4 separate regions of the Mus musculus genome follow, and regions 1, 3 and 4 are each linked to region 2. The links are chromatin contacts, called in public promoter capture Hi-C maps. All regions are on one chromosome and are shown on one strand. The core of a region is the stretch at or near the end of the contact, and the rest is flanking DNA. Distances in the headings are between cores, read along the strand shown. Region 1 holds the start of Sgip1 (SH3-domain GRB2-like (endophilin) interacting protein 1). Region 2 holds the start of Leprot (leptin receptor overlapping transcript). Region 3 holds the start of Alg6 (asparagine-linked glycosylation 6 (alpha-1,3,-glucosyltransferase)). Region 4 holds the start of Itgb3bp (integrin beta 3 binding protein (beta3-endonexin)).

Region 1 (3,492 bases), core at 911-3,410, 1.1 Mb before region 2:
TTGTTAGAGTTCCCGTTTCAGTTTCTGCAGCTCAGATAAGCTTATCTTAGGCCTTCAAGCTGATGTTCCGGATGGCACAACAGACCTGATTACCAGGAGAACCACTAGTGATCATCAGGAAATGCTACCAACCTCCAAAGAACTCATGGGATAGTTTCAAGCCCAGAAGTGAAAGAAACGGTCCTCAAATTTCCCATGGAAGATTAGAACTGAATCAGAATGTATGCAGATGCATTTCAACACGTCCTTTGTCAAATTTAGCTATAAAAATAGTACCCTTCTATAGACAAGTTATCTTTTTTTTTTTCCTGATGAGGATAAGTCTTGTGGGCTTTGAATTAAAAAGTATGTAAGTTACACTTTTTCTGTTTATCTTGCCTTGCTAGTCAAAGATTACATTCATTTGGAATTAACTAAAATTGATTTAACCATAGAATCTTAACAATCTCACTTAGCTCTCTGAACACAAGACCAGGCTCTAAACGGAATGATGCGCTGCCTCCATTTAAGGCTATTTCCCTGAATCTATGAGCTTCTACCCCAGAATTCTTCTCTCCCTGGAGTCACACTAATGACATTTGACATGATGACGGGGGGGGGGGGGTGGGAAGGGGGAAAGGAGGGTGGCGGAGAGACAAGGGGAGCTTCACTGGTTTTGTTGAAACCATCTCCCTTTTATTCCAGTTTGGTAAATTGCTAAGGTCCATTGACCATTGGCAACTGGTAGGACAGACCTTGGCTTTAGGTGGCCCCTCTGACATTTCTGTGGCTGATCTGAGACCCATTATGCACTAGGTTCTGCATTATAAAATCTAGCCTGGGTCCAAAATTTCTGCCTGTCATCTTAGGAAAGGCCAGGAGTTTTACCCCATCCTGCAATGTGAAAACAGATAATCAAAGGCAACATAGAGCTGTCTGCTTCTTCTCTGACCAATTTGTTGCTTTTTCTGAGGTGATGTTGGCTGTCACTATCTTAGACTGGAAAGGGCAAGCTGGTAGAATAAAATGTAGTTTAAATAGCATCTCCCAGGGGAAGGTCCTCCCTACACTTAGTATTAAATGCAGTAAGATAATCAGCAACTAATCACTTGATGCTAAACTAAGAGCCATTTCCTCTACGAACTGGTCTGAACCTGATGAAGGAGCAAAGAGGCCCAGGTCTTTTTCTTAGATCGTTCATTCTGCTGCAATGACAGCCCTCATAAAACTCCAGTTTATGAACCAAATTTGTTGCACCCCTCACTCCAATACTATAATGCAAACCTCAAAGATCAGAATATCTTATAAGATATGTAAGCAGTTCACTGAAAATGCCAGCATAGATAACTCTCTCGATGACCTCTTCTGTCTAATATCAATTTCGGAAAATACTTTCCATTGCAAAGATTTAACCAGCGTGCTTAACCTTCCACAGAAACCCCTTATCTTCTTCCCCAACTTGTTTGTTCTGAGACCTTATTCTTGGCTGCCTCAGCTCTCTGCAAACACTTAGGCTTTTCTCTTTTCAAAGAGGCTGGGAGCTGTGGAGATTCTGAGCTAGACAGAAACCCTGTGGTTTGATTCCATTAGTCTAAGCCTGGGCCCGGTTGCAAGCAAGCTGCAGTATCTGCTTGCAAAAATCCTGGCAGCCAGGTTCTAGACACAGACACCACGGGCTGCATGCATTCTTCCATACTGGTCTACCCAAATCTTGCCTGGAGCCAGCCAACCACAGCAGAGGGAATCCTACCTTCCATCATGGTGGCAGAATTGCATTCCTTATTTTCCAAGAAGTCAGAAAAAACACAGGAGGATACGCTTCCAGGTCCCAGCTAAGTCCTCACAAAGCTGCCGCTGAGGTCTGCTCTGCTTGCTGCCAAGCCAAAGGAGACAAGTGTTAACCCGAAAGACCGGCCATGGATGCAGCTAGTGCTGCTTCACCTACAGTCTCCCAGGAAGATGCTGTGAGAGAAAGGCAGAGAGGAACAGCAAGCCGGCGAGCTGCACCGCCTGCGCTGCCTCGGCCAATCCCTTCAGCTCTGGACCGCGTCACATGGTAGCCAGCCTGCATCTCCTGACACAATACCCCCGGAGAGCGCACGGAACCCATTTCCCGTCCCCATTGCTCGCTACCCCCACTGCCTCCCGCTCCTCTCCAAACACACAGCCCCTTCCCCACCTGGTGACGCACTTCCCCCGCCCCTCCTCGTGGTCCTTGCAAGCCTATTGCGGCTCTGGGGCGCCCGATGATCTGAACTGCCACCCTGACAGGGGATGCCAGCAAGAAAGAAGCCCAGGAGGCTGATCCCAGGGATTTTTTTTTTTTTTTCGTTTTTCTCTCTTTTACTTATTTTTTTAAGAAAACACTTCTTAGTAATTCCAGATCTTAGCAACACACGTTTACACTCCCATTCCAACCTCACTTTGACCTGAAGGAATTTCAAATGTCAGCGCTTGGCCTCTGTGCACATCTGTCATCTGTGGCTGGCTCGCGCTCTCTTTAGGTCTCTCTGGCCCCCACACCCCCCGCGCCCTGTCTCTCTGTCTAGGTCTCTCTGTCTCTCCTTGTGTGTCTCTTCCTCTCATTCACGAGAGAAAAATCAATTCGCTGACGTCACATCATAAACAACCATCCCCCAAAGGATGATGCAGGAAAAAAAATTCATCCCAGCTGCCTTGAAAGGAAGCAGGAAATTAATTGCGCATGACATGCCCAAGGGCTGGCAACTGTCATTAAAACAAAGAAACAAAAGAACCCACCCGATTCGGGCTCTGGAATCAAACAGGCGATGCTCCAGCTCATTTCTGGGGCGAGAGGCGGGAGAGGGGGATTGAAGGCAAGAGTCTAAGCGTTGGCCGCCTCAGGCGTGCGCGAGTCGCCTCCTCCCACGCACTCCGCTCCGCAGCCGCGACCCCGGGGCTGCGGGGGCCCTCCGTCACCGCGTCCTCCAGCCGAGCTGGGCAGACGCCTGCCCCAGGTGGGGAGCCTCGCTTGCAGCCTCGGCTACAGCTGCCAACTGAAGCCGCTGCTACATGGCAGGTTTTGCAAGACGCTCCTCCTGCAGTCTTCAGTCGCCTAGGAGCCCAGTCGTTCACCCCAAGGGAAATCCAGAGAGGAAGGCAATCGGTCCAGGTTGCGCTGGAGGAATGGGCGGAGCCTGGGCCTTGGCAACTTGCTAGAATGGGGAAAGGTTCAGGCACAAGGTCTGGTGGAGCTGAGGGTCTGTCACCTGAGTGCTATCAAAAGTCCTAGGAGTCCTTCAAAGGGAGGGACTCCCAGGCCTGGTGTCCTGTGATCCTGGGTTTAACCAGGCTAAAACAAAGCAAAAAGAAATAAATTGAATCGAGTAAGGAAGGCCTATCACTGTAGGGAGCAGATGATGAAAAGGCTAGAGAAAGGTCTTTAAACTAAGGAAGAATAGCAAAGCCGGGGCTATGAAAATCTCTTTATTGAAGATCAGGTCAGAAACTAACAATAGGGCTGATCATTTATAACACCCTCACTTAGTATTA
Region 2 (3,247 bases), core at 146-2,645:
CCTCCCCCCTTATCTGAAGGACATCACACAAGGCAACCTTAGATTGATAACATCTGCTAGTTGCAAACAAGGCCACACCCTCATTTGGCAGCAGGGAGTTACAACTTAAAACATATCTTTTGGAGCAACATGATTCCCTCCACTATATTATCTCTATGTTCTCAACTGTCAGAGCACACATCATTTTCTTACACAGCAATATAATTATTTTCGGCAATCAACTCAGTCCAAACTTCTCACTTATCTTTTATCCCAAGTCTCCAGCATAGTTTCTCAATAACAGTTGAATTATGGGCAAAGTTTTACTTCCTTGTGCTCTTGTCTACTTCATAGCCTTTGTTCCTTTTCACTACATAGGCCCATAAATTACTGTTGCTACTTTGTACTTTCTGTCCAGGACTGAACACTCTGTAGTAGTGAGACACAATTTTACATGCTTTCTACACTGTCTTCAAATGGATACGTCATACAGTGGACATTGCCCAAGTAAACCATGTTTACTTTGATTTGAAATACAAAAGTCCCCCCAAAATGGTTAGCTATGTCTGTTACTAGTTGTGCACAGATAATGTACAGTGCATCCACATGAGTATACACTGTATCCATCTTACAGATGTTGGTGAGTGGGAAGGTCTTTGTGGATAGTTTTCAAAGAAAGGAAGTCCAACACAGAGATAAATTAAGTCTTCTCTGTGCGGATGACCAGAAATCCAAATACCAGGAAGCCTTCCAGTAACTTTGTCCCCACCCAACGCCCAAAGCTCTGCATTCACACAGATCAGGGTGATAATCTTTCGGTACCCTCCTTTCATCACCATTCAAGAACACAAACAGCACATACTGCTCTGTTCACAGACCAGTAAACACTCAAGAAAAGTCTTGTTAAAATCCCATCTAATTGCAGCCCCAAGGTTGCGTCGAATAGGGTATTTCTGGTTACTTTCCAAAGTGCCACACGCCCGAAATTATTCTGCCCAGCGAGAAAAACCGTAAGGGAACAACAGGACCAAGTTTCCAACACACATCCTGGACACAAAGGCTCCTCTGTAAGCCACAGGAAACTGCGGCGGGGCAGGAAGGTGAGGATGTGGGACCCTGATGTGACCTACGGAGAACTGAAAAGCCCAGGGGACCACTGTGGAACGTACAGCCCACGGGAGAAGCCCCCGCCTGGGAACTGACGGGCGTGGGCGTGGGCGCGAGCGTTTATAGGCTCCGCAAAACACCTCTGCCGCGCATTCGGGAGGCCGCGGTCTGCAGGAACTCGCACACCCGCACACAGGCTGCTCGCCATGCAGCCTGGAGCCAGGAGCGACCCCACCCACTAGCCGCGGGCGAGGGTCGCAGTGTACCTTTAACGCCCGCCATGTCTCTGGAGCTGGGGCTGTCGCTGCTTCCGGCTTTCTCCAAAAGCCGCCCACACCCAGACTAGCCAGGGCCGGCGCGCGAATCCAAAGCCCGGCCCGCCCCCTGACGGTATTGACTTCCTACCCAACCAACGGAGCCCCGCCCCTTCATTAGGCCCCGCCCCTGATTTTAGACTCCGCCCCATCCCGTGGCTTCCCGCCCCCAGAAGCCCAATCCCACCATCCATGCAGAACCTGATTCCTACTGGTTTAGAATTCTGCCAATTACAACCTCACACCCAATTATGCCAGATTCTGCCCTACAGGCACTCAGTATTTCCTATACTGGTTCTGATCCCTGCCACTCTGAGCTCCTCCTCTGCCGGGCCCGGTTCCGCTCGGCCCACAGTTCCGCCACTCTGGCACATAATCCTGCCTCCAGCTCATGGAGACCCTCCCCCAACGCCTTCCTCCACTTCGCGGACTCCGCCCCCAGTTGGCTGAGCTCAGTCCCTGCCAGCACGGATCCCAATCCGCCATGCAGAACTCCACCCCATTGGACTGATCCCGCCTCCGCCACTCATAGCTCGGACTCTACTGGTCCTACTTCCTGCCACTCAGAACTTCATTCCAGTAGTCTCCCAGTTTGTTCAGCACCGCCCCGCTGGCCGGGAACTCCGCTCCTAGTCTCAGCCCCCTCCCACTTTGATTACTTCAGAATAACTCCTTTATTTTAACTCTTCGGGGGATCCTGGATTCTGAGACATCTCAGCCCTGTTTCTCAATCTGGGGTCCATCCCTTCCTCACTGTCGTGACTTGGGGCCCAGGCTCTGCCTCAGGAGATTCTAGATGCTCACCATCACCCTGGCTGGCTGTTAGGAAACTTGCCTGAAAGGACTGGTGGAAAAAGTGGGGCACGGGATAAGGATGGGGAGAGGTTACCTTCCAGGACGACTCTTCCTGTGTGCCTGTGTGGTTTGTTTTGAGAGTGTGTGGCTGATATAGTAGAGATCGGGAGTGAGTGACAGCACCAGAAATCAGGATTAGAGATATCCCTATGTAAGATCTTTGACTTTTGTATAGATTTGCTTGCTTTGTAGCAAACTACATTAACATTTTGTGTAAACTACCGCGTCCGTCTATCCCCCTCATTCATTACAAACTCTGTGGGTCCGGATTTCTTTAGGTCCTTAAATAAACGCAGGCCTGCAAGTAACTAAGGCCAATTTTCACTCCTCCAGATCCATCTTATTCTTACCTTCTTCAGTGGAATCTTCCTTCATCTTAGAAACCATCCAGTAGTCCAAGTCCTCTACAGAAAGCAGTTCAGAAAGAATAGGAACTGAACCAAACAGCTCTTTAGACAAGGTTAGAAAGTCAAAACCCACGAAGTTCTAAACTTAAAAGGAAAATATGTATATACACATATATATGTATATACATATATATATGCTTAATCTGCTAAGAACCTAGTATACAATCAGTGATTCTGAGAGGCACATTTGCATAACTTACCACAATAGAGCAATTGTTCTCCTTTAGACTGTTAATACTATTGTAACCATTACAACAAGTTAAGCCATTGTACCATTGAGAGTGTGTACAGGATGAAGCTTGTACACAGGGTCTGCAGTGTCAGGCATGTGCCAGCATCATGGACAACGTACCTGGTGAAAATGGGGGATTATGGTGCCTATAAAAGCACTCAGAAAATTGCTCTGCCAGACCTGTGTTTTTAACTTCTCCTTTATAAGCACTGAGATCTGTTAGTGAGGAGGTAGGTTTTTCCCACCTTAAATAAAGAGATTATGTGATGTAAACCGTCCCACTCTCCTTCCACCCTCAACCACACTGTTTGTTTCTCTCCGACTGCTTTCTGCCAACAACAACTGGACTGAGT
Region 3 (3,775 bases), core at 1,092-3,591, 1.9 Mb after region 2:
CACGGCCTGGCTGATGATAGTATTTTAGATGTAGAGACAGGATCTCACTGTGTTGCTGGTCACCAACCTTATTCTAGGTTCTCCTGCCTCAGAATCCTAAGCACTAGGATGACAGGTCTGTACTTATAGGAATCTTTAAGATTCTTTTTTAATTTTGTGTGTGTGTGTGTAAGTCCACAAGTGTGCAGGTGCCCTCAGAGGCCAGAGGTGGCAAACTGCCTGGAGCTAGAATTAGAGGCAGGGGCTGGGAATCGAAATCAGGTCCTCTATAACAGAAGCAAGCACTCTTAACTGTTAACTTCCTCAGGCCCCCCCCCCCAGAACTATCTTTAAGAGTCAGAATAAATGACTAATTTTTAGATTTCAGTCAGCGTCTCCCTGCTACATGTTGGCACTTTCACAGAGCCTCTCTGATGAACTAGGCCCTCTTACATCAATCATCAATCAAAATGCAATCAGGTATAGTGACGCATGCTTCCTATCCCAGCATTTTTGAGGCAGAGGCAAGCAAATCTCCAAGTTCAAGGCCAACCTGGTCTATAAATCCAGTTCCAGGACAATCAGAGCTACACAGAAAAACCCTGTCTGAAAAAAAATTATTTTTTAAAAAAGAAAGAAAAGCACCAGTCTTGCCAATAAGCCAGCCTGGTGGGAGCATTTTTTTTTTTTAAGGTTTATTTACTATTATATCTAAGTACACTGTAGCTGTATTCAGATGCACCCGAAGAGGGCGTCAGATCTCATTACAGATGGTCATGAGCCACCATGTGGTTGCTGGGATTTGAACTCAGGACCTTCAGAAGAGCAGTCAGTGCTCTTAACCACTGAGCCATCTCTCCAGCCCGGGAGCATTTTTTTTTTTTTTAGTTGAAGTTCTCTTCAACTAAAGCTTCCTACTCTAGCTTGTCGAATTGACAGTAAACTAGCCAGCACACATGTATGGTACTACAAATTAATAAAAAAAATAAATAAATTGAGCTAGAGAAAGTAGCCAAGGAACTAAAGGGATCTGCAACCCTATAGGTGGAACAACATTATGAACTAACCAGTACCCCGGAGCTCTTGACTCTAGCTGCATATGTATCAAAAGATGGCCTAGTCGGCCATCACTGGAAAGAGAGGCCCATTGGACTTGCAAACTTTATATGCCCCAGTACAGGGGAACGCCAGGGCCAAAAAGGGGGAGTGGGTGGGGAGGGGAGTGGGGGTGAGTGTATGGGGGACTTTTGGGATAGCATTGGAAATGTAAATGAGGACGATACCTAATAAAAAATTAAAAAAAAAAAAAGAATTGAAAGAACACCCTGCATTGTATTTAACCATACATTTTTAAAGCCACAGATCAACAACAGAAACAACAACAACAAAAATTACCTAAGGGGGTAGGGTTAATGAGGAGGGGGGTTCTCTGGAGAGGTCTTGTGAGATGAAATGAATATTGTTATTTGAACTGAGAAACAGAAAAAGATACGTTCCCTGGGTGAGTGATGAGCAACAAGTTCCAGTAGAATTATGTACAGTATGGTTCTGCAAGCATGTTATTCCAACAAACGAGCTTATGAGGAAATGCCATTCACTTGTTATTCAGAACAAAATTGCTATGCGAGCAAAGATCATTTCTAGTCCTTTCAATGTCCTTCCATCCTTAGAGTTCGGTTGGCAGAAAGCAGGAACCCACTTGACTAGAGAAGGTAGTCGGGGTGGACAAATGTGGGCAGGAGAAGGGAGGAGAGAGTGAGGGATACTACATTTTCGGAAGTCCTGTGTGAAACACAGTGAAACACGAGGTCTCACCGTGTTGCTCTGGCTAGCCTAAAACTCTCCAATGTAGAACAGGCTGGCCTGGAAACCTGAGATCCTCCTGCCTCTGCCTCCCAGTGCCACCATTCGGGCTATCTCCCCCTTAAACAGCAGGCGACTGCTGTGCCACCTGCAAGAGCAGCTCAGCAACTTTCTCAGGAGGCCACGCACAGATAGCAGGCACATCCCGACAAGGGGCCAGACCGTCAAGTCCCAGACTTCTTTTTCCTGCTAAGGTACCCTCGGGACATCAGCCTCGGGAGGGACAGACCCACAGGACGGCGGGGACAGGGTCGCCGAGGCCAATCCGGCCAGGCCGCGTCACTTCTGCAGGACAGCCACACGCCGGGGATCTCGGGGATGGGCGAGACCTCCCAACAAGCCCCCGAGAAGCCCGCTCGAGCCGGCTGCCGGGACCTCCCGACGCCTGCCGCCTCCAGACCTCGGCAACCCCAGGCTCTTACCAGCCTCTGCTCTCCAGAATTGGCGCCCGCAGAGAACCAGCGAATGCGCCTGCGCACTCACAGCCCGAGGAGCACGCGCGCTCCCAGCGGCGCTCACGGGAGCGAGCCCGTAAGGCGAGGGGGCGGAGTGGTGGGCGGAGTCATCGTGGAGGGGCGGGACTGGGAGAGCTAGACTGCCACGTTGCGGGAGGCGGGGTGCAAGCCCTGGAATTCGAGAAGCCTGGCGGCTGGGGTTAGGTCAGGGGCAGGTGGAAAGCCCCTTGCTCCTCTTTCCCGGGACCACGGCCAAAGCTTGAGCGGCTGCTTAGCCCACGGATTCCTGTGAGGGGCGGCTCCTGCGCTCTTCGCACTGGCGAGCCCTTGGCCAGTCCTCATCCCGAGTGGCAGGTCTTCCTCCTGGGTCAGTGCCCTACAGCAGCCAGCCTACTTTCTTAGAGCTAAGCAAAGACTACTTGCCCCAGTAAAGTTGAGAAGTTACTTCTAGTGAGAAACCGTTTCTAGAGCCTCTGGGTTGAGCCTATGAGCAGCAATAGCTACACACGGTGACATTCTCACCTCTAGGGAGGCTGAGGCAAGAGGATGGAGAGTAAGAGGGTCAGCCTGAGATACACAGCAAGACCCTGTCCCTGACCCGCCAAAAAAAAAAAAAAAAAAAAAAAACTCCGTCCCAGAATAGACACTACATGCCCCATCAGGCAACTTGAACCATCCGTTCCCACATTTGCCAAAAATAATATCCCCCTCCTTCCCTCACACCCTGCTTTTGATTTGTGCCATTTTGTAGACACCAACTCTGACATAAGTGAAAACAAATATTGAGTATTGCTGGGGGAGGTGAATTGGGGGTGGGGGAAGAAGTATGTGTTACCTGTGTGTACTTGAAGAGATCAAAGGTCGATGCTGGTGTCTTTCTCTATCCATCCCCACCTTACATTTTGAGACAGTCTTTCACTCAACCTAGAGCTCACCTGTTTGACTACACTGGAGTCTCTGCTCTCACAAAATTCTCTTCAAAAAGCATTTCCCATGCAAAAAAAGAATAGAAAGCAGCACAATGAAGTGCACACTGTCACATTAGTAGTATACACACCACAGTCCATGGGAGTTAAGACAAGACTTGGACTCGGTGTAAACTATTAACTGTCAGGAAAGGCTTCTTCCTGAATGAGCCACCTTAGCTTTGAAAGAAAAATCAGACACAGGTGATAATGGATGTGTCAGAGGGAAAAGTTATGGTTAGACCAGGGTGAGAACTAGGAAGGGTCAATGGGACAGGGGATGTGTAAAGGTCTTTGTAATGTAGGAAGTGTGCAGGACAGCAAGGTTAAAGGAAAGAATATTATGGGATGGTCCCCAAGGTAGTGTGTTGGGAAGCTTGGAATCGACTTGGAAGAAGATGCTACACTGTAGTGAATTTGATGTGATGTCAACACAACAAAATACTAACACTTGTGTGCCACTTGTGAATCAGAACCTAGGAAAGATGCTGGAGCTAAAGATAGAACGTTTTT
Region 4 (3,494 bases), core at 973-3,472, 1.8 Mb after region 2:
ATGAATTTTTTTTTACTTTAGTCGTCGATGTAAATCACCTAAAATGCAAATGTGCCACCATGGGGTGGCGTACTAGGGTATTAAAGTTTGCATATATAGAATAAAAAAGATAAATATTATAACATCTCTATGAACTTAAATGTTAAGTAGAATAAGTCCTTAATAACTGATTTCTAATTATAGATGGATAGATATACACACTGTATATAATTTCTCAAATATACAATGATATCCTAAAGAACAATGATGTAGCATAATCCAAAAGAATCAGAACAAAGAAAATGCATACATGCATCATCTCAAAATAAGACTTCAGGGGAGACTTCACAGGGTTGTTAAGATTACAACAGTTCACAAATGTGAAACATACAGAATACTTCAGGACACACAAATGCTAAAGAAAACATACATGGAGTGAAATTCCCCAACAGTGAGGTTTTTTTTTTAATGCAAATCAACTGCAGTTGGATCCCCCCATAGCAGGATTAACTATCATTTCATTCACATTTCTATAATACAGCTCATGTCAAATCACTGGATATTTGAAGTTCCACCGATTACATTGAGCTTTATAAAGTTCCTTTACTAGTAATAATATTTAGTGTCTATACAGCATGTCTGCTCATAAGACATTAATATACAATCAAACGTCTTATTTAATCCTTTCTACACTGACCAGGCACTTTTTGTCCATTTTACAGATGATGAAATTGAGGGACAGAGATGTCACCCAGTCAGTGGTAATTTGTGAAATCTCAGTCATTTCTTCTTTTAATGTGAATGAAGGTTTATTGAACAAAGGCTACTATGCAGGGCAAAATTGTTCTGGTGGTCTAATGGCTTCCAACATTGCTTTATCCTGCGTTGACTTCTAAAAATACATTCCAATCTAATAAATTGAATAGTTCAAGTTGAACAATAAGATGACACAGGTAGGGTCCCCTTCAGGACTCATTGGATTCATACTCAGGAGGCCTAAATCACTGGCACCTTCTTGAATTATGTAGGTCTTTTACACTTGGGAAAGAAAGATAATAATCGCTTATCATGGATGAAGTACCCTATTTATAATACACAGACCGCCTGCCTGACACTTTCATATTACACCAGATTTAGAAGGACCCCATAGGGATGTGGTGTCACAGTCTGGTTACTGCAAATTGGTATCACCATAATTAAACATCGGTTTTAAACACATATGCGTGCGCGCCATCTCACAAACGGGAAAGAAAACTATTCCAATAAGGAAGAGCAAGCACTCGGCTTACAGCAAGCAATTTAAAAACATTTTTAAGGATCTTCAAGTGCTCCTTCCAAATGGGGTTATTCTCACATGAAAATCCCTGGACAGAAATGTTCCAGAATTCTATTCTTTCCCTTCCTGTGAAGACAGTCCAAACTGAAGCTTAAATAAATATATAATTGCACCCCTAGGGCTCGGAAACCACCTTTTATTTAAAATTCTAGCCCAAGTCTGAGACAGGGGCCTGGAGAGTATATTGTAGCAAACGGCTCCATAAATAACTAGGCACACAATAAGCAGGAAAAATAAACTGTTAAAAGCGCCTAAGGCGTCTAAAGGGCCAAATGAAAACAGAGAGCCATCCAGTCACCGTCGCTGCACCGTGAAACAGTCACAACTAATCCCAGACAAGCTCTCTCCGTTTTTTGTACTCCTCTGGCCACGATGCTGCATCCCCTTGTGTGTTTCGGGGCATGCACCGGCTCTTAGGAGGACACAGAAGTAAACGTAGCAGATGGGAGAGGCGGCCGCACAATGAAGAGCAGAGCGAGCGACAGAGCAAGAGAGAGGCTTGGTGGCTACCTAATTTCAGCTCACAAACCAAGAAGAGCAGCCAATTTTCGTTAGTAGATCCGCGAACCTCTCGGCGCAACCGGACAGACCTCCGCCTTTTTTAGATTACCATAGCAACTGCGCCTCGCCGCCACCGGAAATAAGAGGCAGAGCACCTTCCAAACGCTCCGACCAGAGATTTGTGGACCATTGACCGAGAGAGAACAGCCATGGCATTGTAGCTTATCTGTTGCGAGGCTGGCATGTCCACAATAGTGAGGAGGGTCGTGCGCTGCATGCGGCTGGGGCTAAATGGATTCTGGCCTTAGACTCCCTGCACCATTTCCTTGAACACGTTCAGGCTCTTTCTCGCGCGGAGACTGTTTCCGGCGAGCTGCATACGGGGTGACACCTCATCCAGCGCTTACTACGCGGGCTTTTTATGCTTCCGCGTTTGCGGTTTCTCAGTTGGTTCTGTCCAGCAACGGAGTCCCGAAATGCCGTAGGTATCCCTTCCCCAGACGTTGCTGTTTTGTGGGCCCTCTATGAGCAAAAAGAGTATACAGGAAGAGTATGCCGTCCCATGGTCACCTTGTCTTTTTTATTTCTATAAACTTTTCTCTGTTGACAGCGTCGGGATGCTTGGTATTCCCAACCTACCTCTACCCTTCCAACACTTCTTTGACTCTTAAAACTTCACATCATTGTGTAAGCTGCGGGCTAAATCTGAGTAATGTCTAACTTGAAATGACTAAGAATGAAAGAGTATATTAAGTAAACATTTCTCTGTAATTTGTAGAATTTTTAAATGCTTGTTAAGCATTTGTGTAGTGAGTTCTCTGAAACTCGGGAGAGATTTCATGGACTGAATGGATTTCAGGCACTGAAAGATTCTTAAGATTATCACTTAGCAACTCAGTAATAAGTGATTTACTTTTCTTACTTATAAAAATAAGCTTGAAAAAAGTAAAAAGTGGGTTTGTATTGGGTCATCTTTAAGTTACAGCCCAACCCCAATAATGTGATTACCGAAAATGACCATAGTAGAGATGGGTATTGTGCTAGACTGCTACCCTTCGGCTACCCTACATAGGCTATATAAAGCACAGTTAGCGGTTGTATAAACAGGTTTTTTTTTTTTTTTGTTTTGTTTTGTTTTTAAAAAAAACAGGGTCTTTTTAAAGAATTTGAGGGAGGAGGAAGACCTAACTCTTGTAATACTTCTTTGGCTACCCCCGTACCAGGCTGATTTAGGTACTTCCTGCTAGGGTAACATTTTCCTGTTTGAGTAAAATGCAAACTAAGATATTATCGGGGATACTTGTGTAAGATATGAGCTGACATAAAAGAAGGAGGACCTTCGGAAATAACAATATTTATTAACTCACCATTCTAAAAAGGTTTATCTTTTAATGCATTAGAAAAATGTCTATTATAACATTGCTGGCAAAGATGAGGGAACAAAACTTAAGCAGGAAAAGAATGAAAATGAATTTGGTGTGTAAACTATGTTCCTGATCTGTTTACAGAAGTGAGGAACCAAAATCTATTGGAAGTGGATATTTTTCTGGCAACTGGCAACTTTAATATATGAGTAGATGTTGTTATATTAGAAGAGTTTCATTAAGTACATTGACATCCCATATTTTTAGCAGTTGTGTTGGTTGGTCCATTTTTCTAAAGAATCAGGGGCTTGTAT

Evidence for each region. Promoter capture Hi-C pulls out the DNA fragments that hold promoters and counts their contacts.
Region 1: a promoter capture Hi-C map of hippocampal neurons shows a contact between it and region 2, with 3 times the contacts expected there. The contact joins the promoter of Sgip1 here to the promoter of Leprot in region 2. A contact is called at or near these places in 1 of 39 promoter capture datasets (hippocampal neurons) and 1 of 115 datasets of contacts at active chromatin or transcription factors (astrocytes).
Region 3: a promoter capture Hi-C map of pre-B cells shows a contact between it and region 2, with 4 times the contacts expected there. The contact joins the promoter of Alg6 here to the promoter of Leprot in region 2. A contact is called at or near these places in 3 of 39 promoter capture datasets (the C10 cell line, liver and pre-B cells), 5 of 484 Hi-C or Micro-C datasets (CD4 T cells, the G1E-ER4 cell line, muscle stem cells and 1 more) and 1 of 9 other capture datasets (liver).
Region 4: a contact with region 2 is called in a promoter capture Hi-C map of pre-B cells, with 5 times the contacts expected there. The contact joins the promoter of Itgb3bp here to the promoter of Leprot in region 2. A contact is called at or near these places in 3 of 39 promoter capture datasets (hippocampal neurons, liver and pre-B cells), 2 of 115 datasets of contacts at active chromatin or transcription factors (astrocytes and large pre-B cells) and 2 of 9 other capture datasets (adipose tissue and liver).

The regions. Positions count from the first base shown.
Region 1 is chr4:102,758,803-102,762,294 of GRCm38.p6, reverse strand. Sgip1 (SH3-domain GRB2-like (endophilin) interacting protein 1) reads right to left here and starts at 2,160. Exons shown (of 26, transcript NM_001285852.1): 1 at 1,730-2,160. The coding sequence starts at 1,739.
Region 2 is chr4:101,645,931-101,649,177 of GRCm38.p6, reverse strand. It overlaps Leprot (leptin receptor overlapping transcript), which reads right to left and starts at 1,395. Exons shown (of 4, transcript NM_175036.4): 1 at 1,353-1,395. The coding sequence starts at 1,368.
Region 3 is chr4:99,714,196-99,717,970 of GRCm38.p6, reverse strand. It overlaps Alg6 (asparagine-linked glycosylation 6 (alpha-1,3,-glucosyltransferase)), which reads right to left and starts at 2,341. Exons shown (of 15, transcript NM_001081264.1): 1 at 2,265-2,341.
Region 4 is chr4:99,827,886-99,831,379 of GRCm38.p6, reverse strand. Itgb3bp (integrin beta 3 binding protein (beta3-endonexin)) reads left to right here and starts at 2,222. Exons shown (of 9, transcript NM_026348.4): 1 at 2,222-2,297. The coding sequence starts at 2,293. It overlaps Efcab7 (EF-hand calcium binding domain 7), which reads right to left and starts at 1,935. Exons shown (of 14, transcript NM_145549.2): 1 at 1,826-1,935.